Regions from separate parts of the Mus musculus genome. Here region 1 is linked to region 2. The links are chromatin contacts, called in public promoter capture Hi-C maps. All regions are on one chromosome and are shown on one strand. The core of a region is the stretch at or near the end of the contact, and the rest is flanking DNA. Distances in the headings are between cores, read along the strand shown.

What was found. Promoter capture Hi-C pulls out the DNA fragments that hold promoters and counts their contacts.
Region 1: a contact with region 2 is called in a promoter capture Hi-C map of stem cell-derived epiblast-like cells, with 3 times the contacts expected there. The contact joins the promoter of Tnip1 here to the promoter of Sparc in region 2. A contact is called at or near these places in 5 of 39 promoter capture datasets (the 3T3-L1 cell line, embryonic stem cells, hippocampal neurons and 1 more) and 8 of 115 datasets of contacts at active chromatin or transcription factors (embryonic stem cells, epiblast stem cells, extraembryonic endoderm stem cells and 3 more).

The regions. Positions count from the first base shown.
Region 1 is chr11:54,959,838-54,966,002 of GRCm38.p6, reverse strand. Tnip1 (TNFAIP3 interacting protein 1) reads left to right here and starts at 3,063. Exons shown (of 19, transcript NM_001199275.2): 1 at 3,063-3,170.
Region 2 is chr11:55,415,752-55,422,346 of GRCm38.p6, reverse strand. Sparc (secreted acidic cysteine rich glycoprotein) reads left to right here and starts at 2,267. Exons shown (of 10, transcript NM_009242.5): 1 at 2,267-2,559.

The DNA.
Region 1 (6,165 bases), core at 1,814-4,313, 460 kb after region 2:
GTGTTTGCATTCATACATGTTCACACATGTCTTTGGAGGCCAGGGCTGTCGAATCTGCACAGGGCTGGAGTTACACACAATTGTAAGCTTCCACCAACAAGGAAGATGGGAACTAAGCTCTTGTCTTCTACAACAGCAATGGATGCTCTAACTGCTGAGCCTTCTCTCGTCCCTTTGTTTATTTATTTTTTAAAGATTTATTTATTATTATAAATAAGTACACTGTAGTTGTCTTCAGACACACCAGAAGAGGGCATCAGATCTCATTACAGATGGTTGTGAGCCACCATGTGGTTGCTGGAATTTGAACTCAGGACCTCTGGAAGAGCAGGCTGTACTCTTAACTGCTGAGCTATCTCTCCAGCTCCCTTGTTTATTTTTTGAGATAGGATCTCACTATGTAGCCAGACTGACCTCAAACTCACTTCTGCCTCAGCCTCCCCCATGCTGGGTTTACAGATTCGCACCACCCAGCCCTGTTCTTGACAGTGCCCAGTGCCTTGAGGAAGAGAGTATGATGTGGGATTGAGCACTGGACTAAGAGTCTGGAAGGCCCCAAGTTACTCAGGGAGAAGTCACTTCCTCTGTCTGGCCTTCACTTCCTGCTGCAATGGAAGTGAAGTGATGCAATAGTCAGAGGCTCTCCCATCCTTCCCTGGGCAATCCCGACCTCAAGCGCACAGAAGCCACTGAGAAAAGAATTCAGCAAACTCTGCCCCAGCTCCCCTTCCGTGTGCCCGGCCTTCGCCATGGGCTGTGTGCAAGATGTGTGCCTATATCTTTAGTTCTCCCTTCTTCAAACTCCATGTCACACTTGGGACGAGTGGTTGCCAGTATTTTGTGCAGACACTTCTCAGTACAGAGTCTATTCCCTTTGTGGTGAACATCCTTTTTTGTGTTCTTCCTTGATTTTTTTCAGGTCTCAGCTGAGAAGTCACTTCCTGCAGGAAGGCTGCCCAGGCTCCCAAATCCCAACTAGACATCTGCCCTGGTACCTACAGCTCCCTGCAATATTTTTCCTGACAAAACACATCTTTTCCAGTGTTTGCTGTAACTATCTGATCATATGCCACAGCCTCCAGAACAGTGCCATCCAACAACACCCTCTGCAATGGTGCAGGGAATGGACAGACTTGTAGGCCCATGTGGTATTCAGAAACTGAAGACCAGACAGGAGAAATGACTTCTAAGTGAATTTAGTTAGGGGTTTCCTGACTCCCAGTCTAGCACTCTTTTCTACACCATACCATCTTCCTCATGGCACTGACCACTCTTCAAGGGCTCAAAGCCACATGCATAGTAGTACACACCTGTAACCTCAAGTCACATGTAGGAACAGCTGTCATCCTGGCTATACATCACAATGAAAGGTGCCTAATGCTATTAAGGAACTGAGTGTGTGTGTGTGTGTGTGTGTGTGTGTGTGTGTGTGTGTGTATGTGTGTGTGAGTGTGAGTGTGTAGGACATGTGCATATGTGTGTACATATACGTGAAGCCCAGCAGTGAACCTCAGGTGTTACTCCTTAGGTGACAACCATCTTGTTTTTTATGACAGGTTCTCTCACTGCCTCCGGCTCATCAGTTTAGCTAGACTGGCTGACCCACAGATCCCAGATATCCTGTCTCTGCCTCCCCAGCACTGGCCTGTGTGTATCTACACCAGACTTTTAAATTTGGGTGCTGGGGCTCAAAATCAGTGAGCACTTTACCCACTGAGCTATTTCCTCATTTCCTCAATTATTGCTTTTATTTAGGTTTAGTTAATTTACATTTGATCCACCATATGTGGATAATGGTCACTCAGTTGGATAGGACAGTCCTGAACTAGGGATAATCAAGAAAGCCTCTCTCACCCAGGTGGCCTCTTCCTATCTCCTCAGACATTTTTGTGGCAGGTAGTGAATGGCAGTGGGTAACTTTATATATGTAGTCAGTGGTTTACAAGGGGTGTCGACAAAGCATCTTTTGGCTTCTGGTACAGTTGCAGAAAGCAGACAGAGCAAGACTCAGTTTCCCACTTTGCAGTGGGTGTGACAGTGAGTGAGATGGGGGTCAGTGACACGTGCATGTGTGAGCAGTCATTTGTTGTGACAAAAGACTGACAAGCAGCATCTTAGAGGAGGGGTTTATGTTGGCTCCCAGTTTGAGGTGATACAGTCCACTCTGGTAGGAAGGCCTGGCAGTGTGGGAGTGGCTCTAAGCTGTGGTGGCAAGTGCATCCGGGGGCTCGCTCACATCTAGTGGATCAGGAAGAGCAGAGAAAGCAGAAAACAGTGCTTGAACAACCCTCTCCTGATCCCCACTTTTCATTCAGTCTGGAACCCCAGCCTCCCCGGACAGTGCTGTCCACATTCAAGGTGGGTCTTCCCTCTTTTGGAAAACCTCTCTGGAAAAGGCCTTACAGGCACACCCCAGGTGTATCTCCTCGAGACTTCTAAATCCAGTGAAGTTGATCATAGAGAATAACCATCACACAAAGCTCAGGAGGAAGTGGCATGCTCAGACTGCAGCTGGCAGGTTCAGAACGGGCCAAGGGTTTCCAAGTGTGGCTGGACATCCAAGTGAGACTCAGCAAGACTCAGCATCTGGGGAAGAATGAGAAACTTTTCCTCCTCTGGAGAGGATGCTTGGGAGCAGATGAGGCAGGAACAAGACAGGAGGACGTGAGCAGGATGCCTGGAGATTTCCCCAAGGCCACGCACACTGGAATCCCCCACTTTGAACAAAAGAGGAAACATATATCTCCAGGCCATCCCAGCAGGGCAGCCCAGGTGGCCTGTGTCCTTGTACCTGCCTTTGCTTGATTCCCAGCCCAGCTCAGGAGCCAGCAGGCTCTCAGCTCTTCTCCAGAGCCCCCTCCCCTTCCTGGAATCTACCACAAGTGACAGGCAGCCTGGGGAGCAACAGGTGGAGGCTGGCAAAGGGCCCTCTGCTCTGCCAGAGGCGGGATGGGGCCTCAGCTCGGCCTTGTGGGGCTGCCTGGTGGCTGGCTTCTCCATCATGGGGGAATTCCCCTCCTGCCTCAGAGTCAGCTCCGCCCAGCCCTCCTTCCTGCAGAAGCTCAGAAAGCCCAGCAACCTTCACAGGGACACAGGGAGGCATGGCCGCACTCACTGGGCACATCTTCAGATCACCTCGTGCATTCTCGGATGAGTGACCTGGGCTGAAGGTAGGTGTGACAAGGCAGATTCCAGGAGCGTCACACGGTAATGTCAAGGCCACCAGACCTTCCCAGCTGTGTGTCAGTAACTGCTTGGCCTCCTCTTCTCTGCCAGCTGGGGTCTTTTGCTCCCCAGCCTAGCTTGGTGGGCCCACCTAGGGCCTTGAATTCTGTGTCTCTGTTCTTCCCTGAGCCTCCTTTGCCCTCTGACCTCTGTCTCTCTCCCTCGTACTTGTTCTGACCAATCTTCTCTCCGAATGTCTGCAACTTTTCCAAAGGGAAGGAAAGAGAGACTTTCTCTTTTTCTGTACTATCCCTCTCTCTGAGGGGTGAAGGGGACTTTTCTCTTTCTTGTTCCCATATTTTCTTGTGTGTGAGAGGACATGTTTGCATTTGTGTCAGGCTCCCAGGAGCAGGTACATATATCGGTCCATGGGAGTGTTTATGTTTGTGGATGGTCTGGGTGTCTGTCTCTGTGTGAATGTGAATTTTGAGGGGGATGGTGTGGGATGAGCTGGGCAGTTTGGAAGTCTAAACCCAAACAAGGAAGGTTGGTGGAAACCCATCTTGCTCCCTGGGGGACACAATAGCTGTTGAGCCCCTCCTCAGCACTGGAATGAAGGAACCCCTCCCCTGTCTCCAGACTTCTTTGCTCTGAGGCCCACTGGCTCCTTCTGAGGGTGAACCTTTCACCGAGAACTTGAGGCCCTGGGAGTGGGGCCAAGGGCTGGCAGATGGTGGGGACTTCTTTTTTTGATAATAAGCAGTCCAGTTTTTCCGAAGCTGGTCAGAGGGCCAGCCTAGGGAAGTCCCTGGCTGGGGGAGGTAAGGGCCAGAGGCTGGGTCTGACTTTTGACAGTGACCTCTGGACTGCAGAATGAGGGAGGAATGTGGCGAGATTCTAGAAGACATGAGAAGGTATGGGGTAGATTGAGAGAGAAATGCTATTGGGGCCTGGTAGGGCTTCCCAGGATTGGGCAATGTTCTGGTCCTATGGGTCTGCCTCCCTTAGGGACTAATCTCTTCCCACTTCCAGGAAGATGATGAGGAGCAAGCTAGGATCCCAGTTTGGAGCCAGCTTGATACTCTGATTTGGAGTCAGGCGGGCCAGAGGGAGAGAAGCCAGAGAAGGAAAGACCCAGGACTCCTCGAGACCGTGGGAGGGGCCTGGCAGGGCCAGTGTATGAGGAGCTGGGAATTTCCCTGGTGTCATTGTCCTAGAAACCAGAGAATAACAGGCAGGTTAGGGACACAGGAGAAAGAGCCGGGGAGGAGAAAGAGGAGGACAAGGCTGGCGAGGAAGCCAGCAGCCGTGGCCAGAGGCCACCTCCTCAGACAGCTCTCAGTGAGATCCAGGCAAAGTGAGCCCCAGCAGTAGGCCTGAGATCCCCTGAGAGAGGAAGATCCACACTCCCTGCTGCCCCAGACCACAATGACCATGCTTCTTATCACTAGGGCCATTTCTCTCTGTGTGTGCCACAAACTGGCCCTGCTGTTGTCCCCATAGCCTTGCTTAGAAAGCTAGGTTACAGACCAGGAGTGAGTGTCAGGGTCAGAATCAAAGCCCAGACTTCAGGAGGTGGGAGGTGTCCTGGGAAGAGGGCAAGTTGTGAATGCAAATGCTTTCCTTCCTCTTGAGAGGATGACTGGGGGATGCAGAGATGGCTCAGGGGCTAAAGGAGCTTGTTGCTAAGTCTGACAACCCGAGTTTAATCCCTGGGACTCATGTAGTAAGAGAGACAGGACTCCTACATACAGTCCTCTGAGCTCCATTACATGTGCTGTGACATGTGCTAGGGAGACATACACACATGATACACACTTGTAATAAATAAATAAATAAATAAAAATAAATGTAAAAGATGATGCATGAACACAGAAAAAAACTGTGGCCTTCATAGCCTAGGAAGGTAGGTAGAATTAAAAATGCCTTTTTAGGCTGAGGGGAGCTGAAACTACAGACTCAGTTAATTTAGTGCCATTGTTGATGTTGTTGTTGTTTGTGTATGATTTGATGAGAAGGGGTTGCTTTGAGACAGAGTCTCATGTAGTCCAGGCTGGCTCTGGATTCTTGGTCTTGATGCTTCTGCCTCTGTAGAACTAAGATTGGGGCAGTCATCCAGTTGACATGCCATTTTTTCCTTTTCTTTCTTCTTTCTTCTGGCTGGGTCTCATGTATCCCAGGCTAGCCCCAAATCCCCTATGGAACTGAGCCTGACCTTGAGTTTCTGATCCTCTAGCCTCCACCCCTTGACTGTGGGGATTACAAATGTGTGCCATCACAGGCGGTTCTCTGAGGTACTAGGGATGGAATCCGGGTCTTGAGTAGGGTGGGCCAGCACCGTCTGTAATCGTCACCAGCACTCAAATCCCATTTCAGTCAGGGTCACATGTTTGTCATTCCTTATCTCTGTTAACCATCACCCAAATCTCCCTTTCTGATAATCACACACCCAAGAGCAGAAAGTACCTAGAATCCACACAGGGTTTTGTGTTCCGAGGTTGCCTCGGGCTGAGAGTCCAGGAAGAGATCCAGGATTGCTAAATGCTCCCACCCCCACCTCTCAGGTCCACTCTCCCCCAGCCCAGGCTCCTTATCTTCCACTCTAAGACAATAAGGCTCATACTTCTTTGATTCAAAATTCTATTTCCAGCCTGGGAATGAACCTTAGCTCAGTAGGCAGAGGGTAGCCTATCACACACAAAGCTAAGTCCCCAGGAGAGTTGAAAGGAGATGTGGGGCTACATCCCAGAACTCAGGACAGGGAGTCGTGAAAACCAGAAGTTGAATGTCTTCCTCACTAGAGAGTGATTTTGAGGCCAACCTGGGCTACATGAAACCCTGGCTCAAAAAAGTAAAGAAGGGGTGATAGAATAGCTCAGTCAGTAAAGTGGAGGACTTGAGTTTGACCTCCAGAGCCCACATAAGAAAAAGCCGATTGCAGTGATCCACACTTTAGTCCCACCCAGCACATGGGTGGAGGATTAGGGGGAGTGGAGATAG
Region 2 (6,595 bases), core at 1,018-3,517:
CTCAGCTTCTCATGCTTGGTGACAAGCATCTTTACCTGCTGAGCCACCTGGCTGGCCGGTGAGATTCTGGATCTCTGTCCTCCCAGGAACCGTCAGTAGCATTCCCACAAACTGCATCCCCAGCCCCAAACAGGTTTCCAACTCTTGCACTCCAAGTGAACTTGTTCTATCTTTGGTCTAACTTTGGTATGACCCAAAGTCTGTACTAGGTATAGTTCTTTTTGCTTAGTTTGAAGCACGAGGCTTCAGTTAATTTAAGTCTCCTCAATGCCCAGAGCTGCAGTAAGCAATCCTGTGGAAATAGACATCGGTCCTATGGGCAGAGCAGATGCTTAGGGAGTCTATTGGAACCCCAAATTTGGTGGCCTAAAGCTCCCAGTTGTTGGATCAAGGAGAAGACTCAGGAGTCTTATGTAGGTGCAAAAGTCTCCTTAGGATTCTTCACAGGCCCTTTGGAGAGAGAACCTGAAGGAAGCCATAACTCTTCTCTGCAGAAAAATGTGCGGGTACTCAGGAGGTCTGAGGGTCTCTGTCCCAGACTGGAACCCTAAGAAAAGAGTCCCTTCTGTTTTCTTCAGGCGGGATAGTGGAAGGCCACTCACTGATTACAAACAAAGCAAAACTAACTAAAAACCTTTCGGACAGATGCATGAAAGCCCCCATTTTCCTGGGCTGCTTGTCAAGGGAAGGCAGCAGATGGTGCTATACGGTATGGGAGGGAGGGAGATGATGTTGAGGTGTCTACTTCCTGTGAGAGAGGCAAGGAGACTTATATGTTGAGTGGACAAGGAGGGCTTATCTAAGGAGGTGACATTAGAATAGAGTTCTGAAGGATGAGAAAGGTCCAGGCTCAGGAAAGGTCCAGTCCAAACTGCTTTGGCTGGAGAGCAGGAGGAGTGTGGTAGATGAGGGCGTGGCAGGGAAGGCAGGGATCCTGGTGTGTATAAGCTTATCTCTAGACTGTTCTTTTACCTTCTCCAGTCCCCTGTTATCCAAACTCAATGGCTGCTTCGATATCTACGCTTTCAGGAAGTTTCTGCTGATCTGACCCCCTGGGAGAAGCCTTGGGGTCTGCATCACTGAGGAAGTGGTTCTGCACATGAGGTGCATCCCTTTAGCCACACCCCAAACTCCTGCCACCACGTCTATTCTGGTACCTCCCCAGGTAGGCAGGCCCAAAATGTTCAGTCAAGAGCTGCTGCATAGATGAGGAGTGTCCATGTTCCCCAAAGAAGAGTGGGGCTGAAATGTAGACTCAGCGTTCTCAGACCACTTTTGGTCAGGTGTTACTGGGTAAGCTGTTTGCCCTGCGTGAGCCTGTGCCCCTGTTATTAAAATGGCCTCTTGGGACCGGAGAGATGGCTCAGCGGGTAAGAGCACTGACTGCTCTTCCAGAGGTCCTGAGTTCAATTCCCAGCGACCACATGGTGGCACACAACCATCTGTAATGGGGTCCGATGTCCTCTTCTGGTGTGTCTGTCTGGGCTGCAAATGCAGCTTCATTGGTAGCATGCTTGCTTAACAATCATTAACACCCCCCCCTGCCCCCCCCCCGGCCCCGAGGTCAATCCTCAGCACTAAATAAAATAGTCATGGTAGGTAGCACACACATGTAATCCTAGCACCCTGGAAGTAGATAGAAGTAGGAAGATCAATAGTTCAAGGTCATCCTCAGCTACATAGTGAGTGGTCAGCCCAGGCTACGTGCGACCTCTTCCAAAACCAAACAACACCTAAATGAAAGGCCTGTGGCTTCCCCACCAACCCTGCTATTGCTTCTGATCTGACTATCAGTATTATTGCTCTGAGTTTGTCAGGTACTGACAGCGCAAGTCTTCCAGCTTAGTTCTAATCCTTCACGTACCCGTGGTTGGTGCCACTAGACCTAGAGGGGACTTCGCCTCGTTATCAAGGATGATGCCACCAGTATCACCAGTGGCAGCTTGTTTTGTTGGCACTGAGAAAACTGGGTACTTTTGCTCCCCCACTGCCATGCCAGCGTGCACTCTCTGCCTTGCTGTACATTGCTAAGCCCAAGAGAGTGCTCAGGCAAGTTCACTCGCTGGCTGTGTGTAAAGTAGGACAAGGGGCTTAGCCGTGCCTCTGTGACTCTCTCTCTCTCTCTCTTCTCTCGGTTAATGTCTAGGACTCTTCAGTCAGCAGCCTCGGCTCTGAACAAGGCCTGGCCTGTTCTAGGTGATTCCAGCAGCTGTTCCAGCCCTGACCCTCATGTCTGTTTAGGCAGGAGCCCCAGAACAGATGAGACAGGTGGGGCCAGGGTGTCTGGGTAGCACACAGCCTACCACAAGGCAAGGAAGGGAGAAAGAAAAGACAGCTTTGGTTCTGGGGAGAAGGGGGAGGCAGGCCAGGGGAAGGAGGAGACAGAGGAGGAGGAGGGCCTTTGAGTGGAGGCGGAGGGTGAGACAGACCCTGCCCAGAGCTCCAAGAGGCTTCCTGCTGCTCGCCTCTAAACCCCTCCACATTCCTGCAGCCCTTCAGACCGCCAGAACTCTTCTGCCGCCTGCCTGCCTGCCTGCCTGCCTGCCTGCCTGTGCCGAGGTATGCACCTCCCTGTCAGCCCCTGCCCTTCTGTAAGCTTCATCATCTCCTCTCTGCCCCATCCCCATGACCAGTCTCAGGGGGAGGTGAGCTGGAAACCTGTTGCTCACTCACAGGGGAACTTGTTGTCTCTGTAGCACTGCAGAAAATAGCCATGGTTTGCGGGGACCGCTTTCTCTGTGTTCTCTGGTGGCAGAGGCTACTGGTCTGTCCTCTGTCACCCTCGGAGGCAGCTGCCTCCTTTTCTGAGAATCCGATCCTCATTTGCCCATCATGACTGCCAACCCAGAGAAAATCTGGCTGGCAGCCTGTTGGGTCTGGCTTCCTATTCTGGGAGAACAGACATCCAGTTCTGGGTCAGAGCACTGTTGTCCAAATGGGACTTTGCAAGAAGGATAAACAGATCTGTAAACAGCCAAGGCAAGACATTCCCTTTAGTCAGTTCCTCTGGGAAGGCTCTGGTCCCTTCAATCTCTGTCCACCCCCACCCCATCACCCCGTGGCATTTCAGTCAGTCTGAAATGCCATTGTCTCTCCCAGCCTGGGGTTGCCATTGTTCCCAGCCTAATTCTGAGAGGTGGTCATCACTGGCATTAACATTGCTTCTACCGTATCTAGACATCTGAGAAAGCCAACAATTTGATACAATCCAGAGACGACAGGGAGGAGGGTGTGATGGGGAGGAGGGAGACAGAGAGATATAGCTCCAGGACACTTTTCTTGCTACTACTGAATCTATCCAAGACTCAGCCTGTTGAAAGCTTGTCTGCTCCAAGCTGTTCTGTAAACTTCCTGTGACTCCTAGAATGGCTGGAAATAAGCCTCACCTAAGGGGGACAAACAGGTATCAGGCATCTGCCTCAGGGACAGACAGCACACCTGCAGGGAGGGAGTGTCTCCACTGACAACTCTTTTAAGTTTCTAGAACCTTCCTAGTGTAGGGAGTGGAGTGAGATGCGGACCCTACATGAGGTAACAAGCTTTAGGCAATTTGTGGGCGATCTCACATAGCCATCTCCCCTGAGTGTAGCCTTCCTGTCCTAAGGAAGAGGGATAGCTTTTGGGGTACCCGAATTCCCCTAAGACTTCCCAAGCAGGGTCACTTAATTGAGCCTATAAAGTGGTCTACGAATAAGCAACTTCAAAGAGTCTCTGGAATTAGTGTGTGTATGTGAGTGCGCGTGCATGAGTGTTTCTGTTTGTGTTTAAGAGATGATGGGTGTCCACAGCTTTTAGGTTTAAGATATTCCCAAACAGATGCAGACCCCCAGAATGGTGTGACGGTGTAAGGTGTAATTCGGAAATAGAAACAAATTTGTATTTGCCAAGGATTAAACCTGAAAGAAGTGGTTGAGGGAAGAGTTAACTCTGGTTAACTTAGCCATCGGCTGCCACATCGACAGAGCGGCACTGAGGGAGGGGGAGGGGGTGGGGTGGCTCTGGGAGAAGGAGTCAGCTTTTGAAACTTTCTCCAAGCCCCACCCACCAAGAGGCTCTTCTCTCCCGTGACTCACTCCGAGAGGAATGCGAGTTGCCACGGCAACCTCCCCCACCCCCCCACCCTAGGGTCTCTGCGTACTGGCTGGGAGGGGACTCTGGGAACGCTCAGGGACCTTTAGGTTCCAGTCCCCCCAAACCGCTGCCACGGCTGCCGCCACCGCACCTCACCCCTGCCCCAGATACAAGGACCACAGCAAACTCTTGCCCTGTCCCCATTTCCCACGTCCCAGGGCCCCCAGGACTGTGATAAGCCTCGCTAGATCTGCCCTTTGCAGGACAGAGGGTTTGGATCTGTGCTTAGTGTCATTTGGCCTTGAACTAATCTGTCTTCCGGAACTCCGGTTTCCTCCCTATTTCGGGTAAAAGCAGCAGTCCCTCGGAGAAGGGGCAGGATGAAACGGGCTAAAGCATGCCCTGGGGGAGCACTTTGCAACCTCACTCCCTTCTAAAGAGACTAAGATTCTTAGCACAAAGGGGATTGTTCAAAGTCCTTTTTCTTCTGGCTGCTCCAACATTTGGGGTCCAGAGAACATCTTCTTAGTAAAAAGTGGTGACAGGAATATTTTTAAAAATACATTGCTTAAATTCATTTCAATTTGGGGGATCTTCTTGTCAGTTTCTCAAGAGTAATGCATCCTCCCCTAGAGAAAGACTGGTGATCAAGTGCTTGCTGCATCAGCCTGAGGACGCCAGGTTTTTTCCTTACCCCCCACCTGGGGAGCCAGGTGTGGTGACCCATGTCTCTAATCCCAGTGCTACCAGAAACAGGCCAGTCTGTAGAGCTCACTTGGCTGACTCATTAGCTTCGGGTTAGTAAGAGACCCTGTCTCAAAATATAAGGTAGTGGGGTTTAGTGGCACTCGCCTTTAATCTCAGCACTTAGGAGGGAGAGGCAGGCTGGTCTTTGGGAGGTAGAGACCAGCCTGGTCTATATAAGTGAATTCCAGACTACTGAGGGATTTGGAGAAAGATCTTGTCTCAGAAAAACAAAGAAAAGGTAAAGAACAACTGAAAAAGACATTGACTTCTGGCTTACACACATACACACACACACACACACACACACACACACACACACACACACCATATATACATCACACACAGACATGGAAGGAAGGAAGGAAGGAAGGAAGGAAGGAAGGAAGGAAGGAAGGAAGAGAGGGAGGGTATTGGTCAAAAGCATGGGTTACAGCTCAATGGTGACATTGGGAAAGACGCTAACCTGTCTTAGCCTCAGTTTCCCAATCTGTCAGGTGGGGATGATCTGAGCTAGATGTTCTCTGAATGAACCCAGTCCCAGTCACTGGTTTCCTTAGAAGGAGCAGCATCCTGCATGTTTAACAGCAGCCTCCTTTCTTGATTTAGGAGAGGAAATAGGAAGAAGGCTCGGGAGGCACTATCCTCAATCCAGCTGTGGGCTCTGCAGCCCAATGCACAGCTGGGCTTGCTATTTCCAGCGGCAGCTTTCCGTGTTGAAAATAAGCTTTAAGCAGCAGAGGATACGAGGCAAAGCATGTTTGCCTGTGGAAGTCTTTTAGGCCAGCAGATGAGTCTGGGGAGATAAACTGGCAAATGCGAACACATGGGGCACAGAGTTTAAATATGTAGATTTTACCACCAGCCTAGCTAAAAATAAGTGCAGGATGTGGCCACACCCTCACATTCTTTTTCCAGTGATATTCTCACACACGCACGCATGTACACGCACACACACCACACAGAGGGAGAGAGATTCTTTAAGTACATCTTAAAAAATATTTTAACAATATATTTTTTTTAATTTGAGCTGGGTGGTGGTGGCACACACTTTTAATCCCAGCAGAGGAGGGCAGATCTCGGTGAGTTTGAGGCCGGCCTGGCCTACAGAGCAAGTTCCAGCACAGCCAGGGCTACACAGAGAAACCATGTTTCAAAACAAAACAAAACAACAACAATAACAACAACCAGGTTTTATTTATGTGAATATATGTATATATAAGCACAATGCATGTGGATGCCTTCAGAGGTCAGGAGGGGGCATCTAAGTCTCTAGATCTAGAGTTACATACAGGTGGCTGTAAGCTGCCCAACTTGGGTGCTGGAAACTGAACGTGGCAGTCTCTGATAAAGCTGTAAGCACTCTTTTTTTTTTTTTTTTTTTTTTTTTGGTTTTTCGAGACAGGATTTCTCTGTATTGCTCTGGCTGTCCTGGAACTCACTTTGTAGACCAGGCTGGCCTCGAACTCAGAAATCCGCCTGCCTCTGCCTCCCAAGTGCTGGGATTAAAGGCGTGCGCCACCACACCCGGCAGCTGTAAGCACTCTTAATGGCTGAGTCATTTCTCCAGCTACCATTCCCTTCCCCCAGGTACATCTTGTGAGTATGAAAACTCCAATCCTCACCTACTAGCAGATGACAAATCTGGCCATTTGTCATCTATACAGACAAACCATCAAGGATGCAAACCTTTAAATATACTATCGGTCACTGAAGACACCTTTCCTTCCATCTCTCTGTTTCTGCCTCTGTCTGTCTCTCTCTCTCTCTCTCTCTCTCT